Regions from separate parts of the Mus musculus genome. Here regions 1, 3 and 4 are each linked to region 2. The links are chromatin contacts, called in public HiChIP or PLAC-seq maps. All regions are on one chromosome and are shown on one strand. Each heading gives the region's core, a stretch centred on a gene start, on an enhancer-like site or on the middle of the called end of the contact. The rest is flanking DNA. Distances are from core to core; before and after follow the strand shown.

Region 1 (3,632 bases), core at 222-2,721, 320 kb before region 2:
TGCTCCCTCCGGTCCACCCCACTCACTCTGGCCTAAAGATTTATTTATTATTATATCTAAGTACACTGTAGCTGTCTTCAGACACACCAGAAGAGGGCATCAGATCTCATTAAGGATGGTTGTGAGCTACCATGTGGTTGCTGGGATTTGAACTCAGGATCTTTGGAAGAGCAGTCAGTGCTCTTAATCACTGAGCCATCTCTCCAGCCCTTGATGTTGTTTTTGATTGTGACCGTGCCCTGATATTTTTCCCTCTTGAAGAAAGAAAGTATTTTAGTGGAATCCACAGTTAAGATTGTAAAAAGATTTTGAATTTCAAAGGAGTTTGGATATTTTAAGGAATTGAACTTTTAATATGTAAAGACTGTGGGACTTTTAAAGTTATTTAGATCTTGGGAATGATTAAGAAAGTAAGGTTTAGGCTTAATAGTGATGTGCTTGTGTGTCTAGTTGAAGAGGGATCAGTTGTACTAGCTGGTTTTGTGTATCAACTTGACACAAGCTGGAGTTATCACAGAGAAAGGAGTCTCCCTTGAGGAAATGCCTCCATGAGATCCAGCTGTAAGGCATTTTCTCTGTTGGTGATCAAGTGTGGGGAGGGCCCATTGTGAGTGGTGCCATCCCTGGGTTCGTAGTCCTGGGTTCTATGAGAAAGCAGGCTGAGCAAACCAGGGGAAGCAAGCCAGTAAGCAGCACCCCTCCATGGCCACTGCATCAGCTCCTGCCTCCAAGTTCCTGCCCTGTGTGAGTTCCTGTCCTGACCTCCTTTGGTGATAAACAGCAATGTGGAAGTGTAAGCTGAATAAACCCTTTCCTCCCCAACTTGCTTCTTGGCCATGATGTTTTGTACAGGAATAGAAACCCTGACTAAAACATACAGTCTTGGATGAGAAATAAGAAAAGAACCTGAGCTCTCACAGCATCGCTGGTATCGATTTTACAAAGAGATTCTTTCTGCCACAGTGTTGCTTCTGTTCCCAGAACTTAGGAGCCAGCAGGCAGGAGTTGTCCCCGCCCACACCCAAGCCCCTGCATGCCACTGGCCTCACTCACAGCTCCTGTGGGCTTGTTTTTATTTTTGTTTTTAAAACCAGGACAGTAAAGTTTCAAAACATACTCTCTGAGGCAAAATAGCGGCAGGAAAAGATTTGTGCTAACAGAGTCAGGCAGGTGGCGCAGCTCATTAGACCTCTTACCCACAGCAGGATGCATATTTGAGAATTACCAAGGTTTTTTTTTTTTTTTTAGAAAGAAAAGTGCACAACTTCATTCTTGTGGTTTTTGCATCCCAATTTCAGACAGGCTTGGACAGATTCTCCCATCTATTCCTAAGTGATGGATCTGAACCGGGTTTCGGAACTTAAGAGGAGAACAAAGACAAAGACAGAAGGCTAGGGAAGATGTGCCGCACCCCAGGGACCACCCAGACAGCCACAGGAAACTGTTGCCACTCACCTTTCAATCCTTTTCAGTTTGTGTCATTTCCAAGGGGGTTGGCGGCAGATTGTAGGAGGCTCCAGCCTGGGGCAGCTTTGGTACTGCAGTGAGTAGCACCCAGAACTGATCCAAACAAGCCCAGCCCTTTTTGTTCTGAGTGTTCCTTGCAAAGTCTGAGGCTGAGTATTTGAACAGTTCTCTCATTAGTCCATGCTGTCAGCCCTGTAAAGAGCCACTTAAGACAGGCTAACTGTAAAGGGTAGGGATTTACTGAGCTCACCTTTCAGAAGAATAAATTCTTGTTTTTTAATTGGATATTTTCTTTATTTACATTTCACATGTTAGCTCCTTTGCCGTTCCTGCCCCCAGAGACTCCCATCCCATACCCCTCCTCCTGCTTCTATGAGGATGTACCTCCAATCCTCCCACCCCACCCCCACTCCCACCTCCCTGACCTCGCATTCCTCTACCCTGGGGCATAGAGCTTTCATGAAACCAAGGGCCTCTCCTCCCATTGATGCCTGACAAGGCCATCCTCTGCTACATATGCTGCTGGAGCCATGGGTCCCTCCGGGTGTACTCTTTGGTTGGTGGTTTAGACCCTGGGAGCTTTGGTTGGTTGATATTGTTCTTCCTATGGGGTTGCAAATCCCTTCAGCTCCTTCAGTCCTTTAAGAGCACAAAGCAGGCTCTGGTGAGGGCCCCCTTTGGTGGTGTCATGCATGGCAAGTGGCAGTGTGGGAAGAGGGGAGGAAACCCATGATTACAGACAGGCCAATGGGAATTCATCTGAGTGGTACCAACCATAGAGTTTTCCAATAACTCTCTTGAGAGAACTACTGGAGACTCAGGAGAGAACTTTAGTCCTTTTTCAGGCCGGTACCCTCAACTGTCCTGAGGACATCCCATTATCCAATCTCTTCAAGAGTCTGCATCCCCTTCCAATCCCATGGCCCTGGGCCAAGCTTCTAGCAAGAACTGGGGCCCCACTGATGTATCAAGTTTAAAACATGATGAGCATCAGACAGAAAGAAAAAAACCATGAGTTAGGTGCAGACAGCAAGCAATCGGCCCGGAACAGGTTTAAAAACAAGGTCAAGAAAAATGCTCAGAGTGTTCTGGAAGGAGACACAGTTCACATTGGCAGTGTGGTGAGAGGAAAAAGTCTACAGAGTCCATCAGAGAAGCAAATCTTAATGTCAGAGATGACACAGTTGTACCTACACATGCATTAGGTCATATGGGCAAACTCGGATATAACCCTGTTGTCACAACAGTGTCTTGGGATTTGTTCCCTGATACTGGCAAAACAGGGTGTGAAAGGACCAAAGGAGTAGCCTCAGAAGGCACAGATGTGTGAACACATTATGTAGGGAGACAATTCTAGAGGATGGCCATTGAGTCAGGAGAAAGAAGGAGGACCCACTGACTGGAAGGTCTGTGATGGGACTTTGTCCTCACTGAGAAGGAGAAGGACTTTCTTTGAGTTTCATCAGAGAATGATTGGTGTGTTATGAGCAGGGTGGCACTCATCCTTTTCGGGTTTCTTGGCCACATTGGTCTTCTCAAACACTCCAGGCATCCCCCTGTCTCATCTGCACTTCACACATGTCAGATGCTGACACTATGATCTTTCTCCGATGCCTCCCTGCACCAATATTAGCTTATTAAAATTGATTTCCCTTCCCTTCCATATAACAGAACCCATCATTCCATGAAGCTTTTGTAGAGGCTGATTGATTTATTTTACTAGTTTACTGGTGTGTGCATGTGTAGGTGTGGATATGTGAGTGCGTGTGTGTGTGTGTGTGTGTGTGTGTGTGCACGTATGTGTGTGTATGTGCGTGTGTGCGCGCACGTATGTAATGTGTATGTATGCAATGACACTCACAGAGCTGACTTCAGGAGTTCATTCTTGCCTCTCACTCTGTTAGAGCAGAGTGTTTCTTGTTGAGCCCACTGTGCTTCGTATTACAGGCTAGCCGGCCTGACCATCTCTGGAGCTAGTCTCCTGTCTCCACTTCCCAAGAGGGAGTGGGGTTATAGACATAAGCCACCATGTGTAGCTTTTTTTTTCCCCTTTATGATGTAGATTATAGAGTTAGGACTCACCATTTAGCTTGTGCATTTTTACCCATGGAGACATCTAGCTTCCTTTACCCGTAGCTTTATGTTGTGGTTGTTCCTACAGACAT
Region 2 (3,400 bases), core at 521-3,020:
CAACCCACAGTCAGTGATAATGATACTAGCTCAAGGCTTTTCTGTCTGTCCATCTGGTCAACCCTTTCACACTGACCCTGCCCTTTAGCCTCATTATCTCTTGGTTACAATTGACTATTACAACACTAAGCATCACATTCACCTGCAACTGCAACCTGCAAGTCAGGAATAAATAGAGCAGTAGGAATTTGAGAGAAAAAAATTTCTCTCCCTAAATCTGTCTCTTTTTATCCCAAAAGAGAAAGTATGTCTTAGAATGCCCAAGTGAGAGATGGGCAGAACTGTGTCATGTAGCCAATGCCAGGGGCAAGAGAACTCGGAAAAAAATGACCTCAAATTTGGAAGTTTGGGTTTTTATCATGGGAAGCAGTTATGCTGGGGAAGAAAGGCTTAGAGAATGAACCTGGATGAACATCAATGTCTGTTGTTGCCAACAGTTCAGAATCATTTTGAGGTACCAGAGGAAAACTGCCCCAAAGCAAATTATATATAGGGTTCTTTGGGGATGGGAGTCCATTGGAGTCCTACAGTGAAAGAAAAAAAGGAGAGAGAGAGAGAGAGAGAGGGGGGGGGGGGGGAAGAAAAGAAATAAAGAGGAACGAAGGGAACAGACCCCAACCTCTGATCTGATTGACTCTCTGCTCTCTGGACTGCAGAAATTCCTAACATTACTAATGAGCTGAAAGAGGAGCTCGCTGTACCATGAAGCTGGTTTTGCTATTCTTTCTTGCTGTCTGTCTCCCATGGTTCTGTTTCTTAATTCCTCTGGTCCCAGATGGGACTCCCTCAATAAAACTTAGCTCTCCTTGATTCCCGGGAGCCCGAATGTTTTTCACCGAACCATTAGAGTTGAATATTTTCACAAATTTTCCCATGGAAAGATGGAGGGTGAGAACCCACCCAGCCCATAAAATCTGCCATCCTCTCCGCCAGGATGCTCAATCATCATGCCAGCCCAAAAGTCTGCAGCATAAAAGCACATTTTATTTTCTTGCTTAAAATGTGAGGCGTGGGGATGTTTTGCTTTGTTTCAAACAACCGGTCCTTCTAGATTGGATTCAGTGTAGCTCAAGAGTCTCCACTAATTAAGAGGAGCTTACCTTACTTTGTGGAAACTCTCCAATTCTTTTTATTTGGTTGAACAGTGTGTAGGTTGGGAAGTTTTAATTCTTTTCACGCTAGGATTGCAAATATTCTCAACTCTCACAAAGTGATCTTCCCTTCATAAAAGAGCAGAGAGATCATCCACAAAGTTGAAGAACTGAAAATATTTGTGTTATCTTGGTTTTCAATAGGAGTTGCCCGGCAGGACCAGGTCTCGGTATGGCCTAATACCACACTTCTTGTTTAGGCAGAATTAGAGACTCCAAAGAAAAGGAAAACAAGGAGGGCAAGTCCAGCCTGCTGCACCTGGCCATTGTGTAATCGCCCACGCTGGGAGTGAGGTGGGAATTCCTTTTGGCCCCTCCCTCCACATGTGATCAATTTACATCCTGGAACTTGAGACTCTATTTCCTGTGTCTTTTTTGTGCTAGTTCACATAAATTTACATGCCAGTCACGCTCATAAATGTCTAATCCATCTGCAGATCTAAGTCCAGTCTGCCTCAACAGCCCCCTGTGGTCACAAACGCTCCAAGCTGAATATGTCAGTTGGTTCAAAAGATGCTGCCTGGTACGCCTCCCCCACCCCACCCCCACCACACCTCCGCCCCCACCCATCGCCCATCCTTATTTACATTTCCTTTCTTTCAGCTGCACTAAATGTGCCCCGCTCTTGCTTGGGATCAGCTGGAAGACAGGTGAGTTTCTGTCCTACCCTGAAAGTTCCCTCTGACTCTGGTTTAAAGCGTTGAGACTGTTGCTGTTGCAGCATTAGCGGAAAATGGCCTAATTGGATGTAAACAACCGGAACTAAGGAGGTGCGAGGGTGCAGTGACCAGGATGCACAGCCACAAGTCTGTGGTTCTAGACTAGGGTAAACGAGGTAACTACTCTGCATTTAAATTTCTTATATAACAGAACAAAAAAATGAATTTATCACTATTCGTCAGTCAAAGCTCCTAACAGGACCGAGTAATGAAAGACAGCAAAAGATGTGAGGGTAAGCCGGGTGTGGTGGTGCATGCCTTTAATCCCAGCACTCGGGAGGCTGAGGCAGGTGGATTTCTGAGTTTGAGGTCAGCCTGGTCTACAAAGTGAGTTCCAGGACAGCCAGGGCTACACAGAGAAACCCTGTCTCGAAAAACAAAAAACAAAAAACAAAACAAAACAAAAAAAACCCAAAAGATGTGAGGGTAAAGAGTTAGGCAAATTTCAAACTGTGTATTAACATCTCATACTTACTCCTTTATGTGTTCTATGTGCTTAGGAAATGGTACCCAGAATCCTATTATGGTGGCGTATCTACAGCTTTCTGCTTTGGGTTGGGATCAGATTACTTCACAATCAACCCTCACATTTCAATGATCTATGGAGTAAATGGTTCGCTTCTCCCAAGTCCATCCTCCATCTCAGATGTTGCTCTCTAGATAATCCTCTCGGGTGATTTCCATCTAAATAGAAACTCAGAGATCTTGGTTTACCTCATATTTTGAGTCTACTGTATTGTTGCTTCCAGTCAACTTAGGGCTAGGAAGACAGTAGAAACCAGGGGAAAAAAGAATTCATGGACGACCCCATCCATGAAATTATTTAATGCTACAAGTGTGTATGTTCCCATTTCATTGGTTCGAAGAGCTATAAAACCCCTTCTCAATGCAAGAGGCCTCAGGAAAGTGGTATTTCTGAGTCCCATGAGGAAATAAAAGACCCATACAAACATACAGTTTTGTGTTAAAGACAAGACAAAATTCCCAAATGGTCTCTAAGTCCCTTCACACCTACCTACCATTTGAGGCGTGCCCCCCACCCCCAGTAGATGCTAATGCTCACTAGGAAGTGATTGGTGTGAGGTCTTACACTGACCTTTGTTCCTGAACAGTTAGGACAAAGATCTTCTAAGTCACTGTGAACAATTTAAGGGGAAAAAAAAAAAGAGAAAAAACCCAAAAAACCTAGGGAGATACTCTCATGGAAATGCAGTCTAATGAGAGCAAGCCCACACAAAGATGTCTAAACACCCACCACAGACGATGTCAACTCTTCAAAACCAACTGCAGCTGTGCTGTGCACAGGGCACATAAATCTATGGGCAATCGGGAAGGCAGAATGGGTGGGTGAGTCGGAAATCTGAATTAATTGGAGCCAGGAGGAGACTGTCTGAGAAGGAAAAACTCTTTCTACAGCATTTTTCAGCAGACTATAATTTTCCTAATTACAAAAATCAGAAACTATAGTGAAGGCAGAGAAACACAAAACAAAATTAAAATCACTCCTAATCCCAACTCCCATCCACAGGC
Region 3 (3,727 bases), core at 736-3,235, 270 kb before region 2:
AACATTGGATTGCTTTATATAGTTGGGAGACGGCGGTTTAGGAGGAAATAAAGAAGGAAATTCCAAAACGTGAATGGTATTTAAACCTCTTAAATTTTTTTTTTCCTTCAAAGGAAGAGAAAAAAAAAAAAAAAAAGAACAAAATTATGTTTTCCTATCCAGCGCAACGGTATGCAGAAGGACCATGGGCAAAACAGTAACTTTGCAAAGAATAAATAGAAGAACTCAGTGCCTCTCACCCCTTTCATGGAACATGTGGGTAAAAAAAAAAAAAAAAAAAAAGGAAAATGCAGTAACTATAAAACAACCTTTCTTTGATGCTGAACAAAAAGCAAGCTTGAAAATTTTAGGGCTACTGTGCAAGTGAGTGAAAAATACAGATGTCTTTCCCTCCAGTGCAGCTCCAGTCTGCCATCTTAGCGGCCCCATGCCTAACTCTGTATGCAGATGGTAAATATCCAAACACCCAGTTAACAGCAAAGCTCAGCAGTAAACCTTAAAAAATATACCTTTTCCCTTCTTTTTTTTTTCAAAGTCTCAAATAATTAGGGCGCTCCCTTGTTCAATATCATCATTCTCGCCCTCCCCAAGTTACAAAATTCAAGGTGATACATAAGAAAACTTAGGTCATCTTTGTAAAAAATTAAGATACTGATTATTCAAAATATAGAACTTTGATGGCGTCTTCATTTTCCAAAGTCAGTTTCTAATGTTGATTCCCCCAAAGGATCAGAAGCAATATATTAAGGAAATACCACCTAATACTTGGAGCTTGCCCAGGAGATTTGCATTTCCACGTTTCATTATTTGAAAGGAGGAAATGGCAGGCGGCTTAGCTATTCCAAGGCACAGAGTCCCAGTGGCTGCAAAGGAGCTGGCAGGAGACACAGTCAGGGTCCCTTTGGGGGCTGAGTGTCACAGATGTTGTAATTTCAGTGGGCAAAGGCAGAGTGCTTATATGAGCTCTGGTTCCCCCAAGTTCTCCACTGCCCCCGTTAGAGCTGGAAGTGAGCCAGCCCTGCAGAGGGCAGGTGTGGGCACATTTTTCAGTCTTTTGTAGACAGTCCCGGAAGGACAGAGGTGGTAGTCTTGGCCATGCGCTTTGACTTAACTCCAAGAGTGAAGAGGAACAAATTGGAGAACGCCCGCCTGTCTAGAGGTCAGTAGACCCCTTTCAGAGTTTTATTTACAAACCAAATAGGAGTGAAGATAGATTACTTCCTACTGTCCAGCCACAGGAAAGAAGCGTTTGTGCAGACATTAAGACGTACATCAGAGGACAAAGGAGTTCCTGGAGGCGCCTTTGTCTTAGAAGCATTCAACTAGGTCAGGACTCACAATACCTTGGGCTCTGAAAATGGTCTCTGCCAGTTTAGCTTCTCTGAACTGTCACACACACACACACACGCACGCACACACACACACACACACACACACACACACACACACACACACACGTCCACCTTTCGAGATTTCCTTCCACCTATGGGCCTTACTTACTGTCACAGAACAATTTCTGTTTCCTACCAAACGCCATACACTTTTGTGCCTGCTGCGACATCCTGACACTTTACAGAAGTTCATTTAATGGATCAGTGACTTACTCGGGCAAGGGCAGACAGCCAGTTTTGCTGCCGGTTCAGTGACTTGACTGAATAGTCTCCTTAAAGTCAACTTTCAGCTGAGCTTTGTATAAAGTGGACTCGAAACAGGTATTCCCCAAAGTGCTCGACAGAAATGACTTGAAATACCTCGAAGATTGCTTTCCCAGGGTGGATTAGCTATTTCAGTACACATCCTTTTAGAAAGATCTAACTGAAATCGATTTTGTTTTTGTGAAAAGGGAAAAAAGAGGAGAGGAGAGGAGAGGAGAGGAGAGGAGAGGAGAGGAGAGGAGAGGAGAGGAGAGGGGAGGAGAGGAGGAGAGGAGGAGAGGAGGAGAGGAGGAGAGGAGAGGAGAGGAGAGGAGAGGAGAGGAGAGGAGAGGAGAGGAGAGGAGAGGAGAGAAGAGAAGAGAAGAGAAGAGAAGAGAAAAGAGAAGAGAAGAGAAGAGAAGAGAAGAGAAGAGAAGAGACGAGAAGATCAAACCAAGGTGAGTCTTTAAATTTAGCAGCATCTTCCCAGGATCTGAGAGGAGGTAGGAGAAGGAAAAGAATATGATCAAAATGCACAGCATCAAACATTTTTCTCATTCAAAACAATGACCAGTGTCTTCCATTCGTCTTCAGATGTGAAGCTCTGTGGTCAGTGAGCTCTGAGAAAGAACAACAATCATCACTGCTTTCCATAGCCAGTGTGTGGCGGGCACCACACCTCCACAGGGAAGACGGGAGACCTGAGGTGGCCTTGTCAGAGTCCCTCACAGGGCCCCCTGCCCCGACTATGGACACAGGAAATGGTTCCAAGAGCAGAGAAGTGTAGCCCTTGTGGGCTCAGTGTCCAAGACTATACAAAAACTCGGGTAGGTCCCTGAATGTCTTGATTTAGGTTCTACAAGTTTGCTGTGCACGGTCCAAGTTTAAATTTTTAAAAATTCAGAAAATGAAAAAGCTTAAAGTAAAGGAGGGGCTGGGTTGTTTGCTTGGAAGGTCAGAATGTTTGTGAGTGTGACCTGTTGGGAAGGGAGGGAGGGAGGGAGGGATAGAGAGAGGGACAGAGGGAGAGAGCAAGAGGGAAAGAGAGAGCAGAACTGAGAGGGAAAGAGAGAGTGCTGGAAGGGGGGAGAAAAAGAGAATGGGGTCAGGGAGGAAGAGGAGGATATAAATGAATGGAACCCAGTGAGTTCTAGGGTCTAAGTGCAGAATCAGAAGACATTTGCACTGATCTAGTAAAGACATTTGGAAAGCCCACATCACAAGGAAAAAATCCCAGCTTCTAACTCATTTTCTGCTCCCAAGTCTCTCGGAAGCATTAAGCAAATCTCTTAAGTTCTCTGATTTACACTTCTCCCGTGCAAATGTGCAAATGGAGATCACTTTCAAATTCTGCCAAGTACAGCTTTTTGTTTTTTAATTACCAAATCTCTCTCTTACCTGGCCACTTCAAAGGGCTGGTTGTTTTCAGTGTGCTTTATATACTGAGCAGCAAAGCAGGAGTCATAAGGTATACAAGCTGTTTGGGGAACACCCCATGTCCATACAAAATCATGGCCCTTTTAAGGGCCTTAGATGGTACCTCACCAGACAACATTTTGAGAAACTGTCATGTCCCCCCTCCACCCACCATGGGAACCACATTCAGTTCCTCAAAGTATGGTACCTGGTAACCATCTTGAAGTGAGGAAAGAGGAAGCCATTTGTAAAAAGTAAATTTTTTTAAATTTAAAAAAAATTTTTTTTCTTTTTAGGTCTGGATGAGAAAGGCCAGTTCAAAACCTGTGTGCTATGTGCTTCTTTTAAAATTAGTGACAGAACTCAAACGTGCTGAAAGAGAGCCACAGAGCAGCGCAGTTACTCCTGTAAGAGAAAGGAACCCTGGTGATGCTCACTCAGAAACTGCCATGACACACCTTGTTCACATTGCAGTCAAGCAGCAATATTAACCACAGTTAACAGTGGCCAGCGGTGACCACAGCAAGGGCTAGAGGCAAGAAGACCTTTGTTTTCTTTCTCCTGGCGCTGCAGCTAGTGGTCCCCCAAAAGCCCTTCCTTTGTGATCTTTGTAGTAAATAAGACTATAAACCAGCGTCCGAGCTGATTGAAGGTGGGTTTAAAGGGCAAGAGAAAAT
Region 4 (3,289 bases), core at 585-3,084, 300 kb before region 2:
TTTTCCTTTTTCATTGCATTAGGCAAAAGGCTGAGCTGGTTGTAGCAAAATTTCAAGTTTCTTTGAAGGTTGGCTTGATTTTAATTCATTTATTTTTGCAAAAGTATGTAAAAAAATTGTGTTTCTATCAAGTGTCTTTTACCAAAAAAAATGTTTCAATGAGGGAGAGGTGAGGTTTGAGCTCCTTCAAACATGGGGGAAGGAAATCAATGAGTGATATAGGCTGCAAGTTCGTTCCTTTGGAAGTGTGGAGGTAGTTCCTTGCAAATCAGGAAGTCCATTTGTTTCAATAATTCATTTGAGGTACAAACTTGGAGACTTATATTTGAACACTACAGATGTGTGTGTGTGATACAAAGTAGTGTCACTGAAAAAAAAATTCTCCTTAAGAACCTAGGAGCAACTTGACTCAAAACTGTTTCAAATTAATGTAACAATCTAGCAGGAAAGCTGCCACAAGCATTTGTAACATTTTAATTAAAAAAAAAAAAAGTCATAGAAACATGCATAGCCTGCTGAGACGGAGTAAGAGTACAGAGAAGAATGGTCGAGAACTGGGGATGGCTGAGATGCCGACCCAGTAAGGTTTGGTTTGGTTTTGGTGGGCTTTTTTTTTTCCTTTCTCTTGCAGGGCTTGTGTCTAGCAGCGTGTAACAAGTGCAGGGCTGTAAATTCACTGTAGCATTCAGAGGTAGTATTGAGGAGTGGGGATTATTGCATCTCTGGCTAAAAGTGCAGCGTGAATGCAGAGATGGCAGTCCGAACCAAGATAATGCACCTCGGCTAGCCATCTTATGTCAAAATGAAAGGTGTTACAGGATGTAACACGCAGGCTTCATCTGAGGTAAGTGGTACTGCGGTCTTTCACGGACACTGGTACACAATGAAGAACAGGGAATATAGAGAGGAGAGAGAGGCGAGGGAGAGAAGGGAGGGAGAGAGGACAGAGAGCGGGAGCTGTTTTTATTATTTTTTTTTAAAAAATAGTGTCCTTTATATAGCAAAAGAGATTTCGGTTTCGCTCCTCCCATGTCATCACTTGGGTGGGTTCATTGGGTACTGTTAACCTTTTCATTAAATTCCAAAACAGGATCATTTTACTCAGCTAGTTATCTCCGATGCTTCAAGGCTGACAAGTGTCATTTATGGCTAAGTGGCTTTTGGCTGTGTAGATTTCCCGAGGCGGGAAAGAGAGCTTGTGGGCTTATCACTCCTGCTGCTGTGTATGAGTCCATAAATGGAGGAGTCAACGGTTCTCGTTTACTTCCCTTTTTGAAAAACAAAACAAAGCAAAAAACGAGCATAACCTATTCTGGTTTGCTAGCTGTATGAAAAGATACACCAGCATTTTGTCTCATTCAGAATTGAAAAGTAAAAAAAGAAAAAAAAATCAAGTAAGTGTCTACAAGATTATACACAAAGAAAGGAGAGTAGTGTCTAGTTCTCATCTTTGGTGTCCTAAGCAGATTTTCTATGATCATGGTGGGGGTGGCATCTGAGTGGACACAGAGTCACACACAATGCTTTTCTTATACGAATGCCCCCGGTCACCAGGGTGCCGGTTTAGGGTTTGCATGTAGTGACTGATTAAGCCCACCACAGAGGTTTTCTTCAACCACACACCCTTGCTTATCAGATCCACAAACTATTAGTAAGTTAAGGAAAAAGAAAACAGTCATTAAAAGTTGCATTGTTAAACTGTGTCCCCCGTGTTTACAGCAGTTTTTCACTAAACCTGGGACTGTGAAGGGATTACAAAGTGATTAATATAGTCCTTCTCAAGGTTATGCGATTTCGCCCACCCCGGCCCCGCCCCTCGCCCAGCCCCGCCCCCGCCCCACCCCGCAGGAAGTAGAAAGACCGTGGCAGTTAAGAATAACTGGTCACTGCAGTGTCTTCTCCCTTCAAAAGATCCAACTGATGCTGAGGTAGAAATTGAATGTCGGCGCCCCCTAATCCTCCTCTGCGGACTCTTGCGAGGATGTCTCTTCAGTCTCCTGCAACACACGGAAGGCAGGTGGGTTAGGCCTTGTTTGGGGAACAATGCTTGCCCAGAGTACCACTCCTGTAACCAGGAGTCGCCTGCACCACGCTGAGCTTGCTTAAGCGGAACATGGTGGGGGACACTGCCTGACCTCTATTCCCAGGCACTCAACCCGTGTCATTGAGGAATCAAGGGGTTGTCTTTTTTCCTGGGCTGTTTTTTGTCACTGTTGACTTAAGGCACCATGGCTGCTGGTCAGCAAATTCAATTGTTTACCGTCAGAAGTAGCCTGTGGGGTCTCTGGAGACTTCACTCACCAAGAAAGAGTTGGTTTCTCCCCATGGTGTGCCACAGTCATCGGGTTTAAAAAGCTGCTCTTGAAAGTCAACCCACCCACCAAATGTTGGTAATGGTAGCTGATGCTATTTGAACTTTTGCTAGTTGATGCTGTTTGGGCGTTTGCTAGATGTGTGTGTGTTTTTTTAGATGGGTTCCTTAGTGTACAGACAAACAATATACCCCTTATATATAAGGCAAGTAGGGGCAGGTTTGGGTCAAACAGGGCTGGTATACAACTCCTCAGCCAAGGCTGTGGGAGAGCGACAGCAGACCCATCCTGCAAGTACATTGCTCCTGAGAGCAGTTTCCTTATTTTTACATTTATTAAAACACATTTTGAGGCAATGGGCTAAGTTTGACATAACTGTTCAATCTCAATACTAAATCCGTCAACATCAGGCAAACATTTAACGGTGGGCCAGCCAAGCAGAGAAAACCTAATATATATGTTTTCTCAGGGCCTCTCGCCCATATAAATCTAACTCCACCCCAGCCCCCCTTTCCCCTCATTCCTTATGGCTCTGGAATTTGTTGGGGTTCCTGCAAGCTGGTGTGAGCTACAAAGTTCTTTTTAACTTCTGCTTATTTAACAAACCTGCAATACCTTTCAGGACATGGGCGGTAAAGCGGAGCTAATAAACATTTCCGATAAAGAGTGTCGTTAGTGGGAGGATGATTTTTATCAAACGCTGCCGGCTGGCTCCAAAGACGGCATGTGAAACAGATCTGGGAGAGGGGTAAACATTTACTCCAGCAGCCAATGAAGCCCCTTTAAGAATGGCCAGCTTACAACAGCCTTCATACTTTAATAGATTTGATTTTCCACATGGCTTCATTTCGTCTGGGTGGCTAACTGACACAATTTATACCCCGCTTCCTTTCCCAGGTCACTACAGTATACCACTCAGTAAAGTATGCCTCAGAGCCCGTCTGTGCTACACAACCGAGCTCCCATTCATTAGTGTC

The links. HiChIP or PLAC-seq counts read pairs in DNA pulled down with a chosen protein or histone mark.
Region 1: an H3K27ac HiChIP or PLAC-seq map of embryonic stem cells shows a contact between it and region 2, with 5 times the contacts expected there. The contact joins two enhancer-like sites. A contact is called at or near these places in 6 of 115 datasets of contacts at active chromatin or transcription factors (bone marrow-derived macrophages, embryonic stem cells, epiblast stem cells and 1 more) and 1 of 9 other capture datasets (embryonic stem cells).
Region 3: an H3K27ac HiChIP or PLAC-seq map of embryonic stem cells shows a contact between it and region 2, with 5 read pairs. The contact joins the promoter of 9230105E05Rik here to the enhancer-like site in region 2. A contact is called at or near these places in 5 of 39 promoter capture datasets (the 3T3-L1 cell line, cranial neural crest, embryonic stem cells and 2 more), 1 of 15 datasets of contacts at CTCF or cohesin (the NIH/3T3 cell line), 1 of 484 Hi-C or Micro-C datasets (nephron progenitors), 4 of 115 datasets of contacts at active chromatin or transcription factors (embryonic basal ganglia, embryonic stem cells and stem cell-derived neural progenitor cells) and 1 of 9 other capture datasets (embryonic stem cells).
Region 4: a contact with region 2 is called in an H3K27ac HiChIP or PLAC-seq map of embryonic stem cells, with 2.9 times the contacts expected there. The contact joins the promoter of 1700006J14Rik here to the enhancer-like site in region 2. A contact is called at or near these places in 1 of 484 Hi-C or Micro-C datasets (nephron progenitors), 3 of 115 datasets of contacts at active chromatin or transcription factors (embryonic stem cells, epiblast stem cells and stem cell-derived neural progenitor cells) and 1 of 9 other capture datasets (embryonic stem cells).

Annotation. Positions count from the first base shown.
Region 1 is chr10:120,337,985-120,341,616 of GRCm38.p6, forward strand. No RefSeq gene overlaps it. Among named protein-coding and RNA genes, the nearest start is that of 1700006J14Rik, 24 kb to the right of the region's middle. Within about 2 kb of position 1,472, at least 9 of the 459 cell types and tissues checked have an H3K27ac peak or open chromatin away from gene starts, as enhancers often do. A contact at or near this core is called in embryonic stem cells, where this site is marked.
Region 2 is chr10:120,659,196-120,662,595 of GRCm38.p6, forward strand. No RefSeq gene overlaps it. Among named protein-coding and RNA genes, the nearest start is that of 4930471E19Rik, 25 kb to the left of the region's middle. Within about 2 kb of position 1,771, at least 13 of the 459 cell types and tissues checked have an H3K27ac peak or open chromatin away from gene starts, as enhancers often do. A contact at or near this core is called in embryonic stem cells, where this site is marked.
Region 3 is chr10:120,387,538-120,391,264 of GRCm38.p6, forward strand. 9230105E05Rik (RIKEN cDNA 9230105E05 gene) reads left to right here and starts at 1,986. Exons shown (of 3, transcript NR_040626.1): 1 at 1,986-2,092; 2 at 2,229-2,461; 3 at 3,347-3,727. All of the region lies in intron 3 of Hmga2 (high mobility group AT-hook 2), which reads right to left.
Region 4 is chr10:120,362,300-120,365,588 of GRCm38.p6, forward strand. It overlaps 1700006J14Rik (a long non-coding RNA gene), which reads left to right and starts at 1,835. Exons shown (of 7, transcript XR_003948966.1): 1 at 1,835-2,017. It overlaps Hmga2 (high mobility group AT-hook 2), which reads right to left. Exons shown (of 5, transcript NM_010441.3): 5 at 1-1,997. The coding sequence ends at 1,953. Gm40783 (a long non-coding RNA gene) reads left to right here and starts at 2,057. Exons shown (of 2, transcript XR_872121.2): 1 at 2,057-3,289.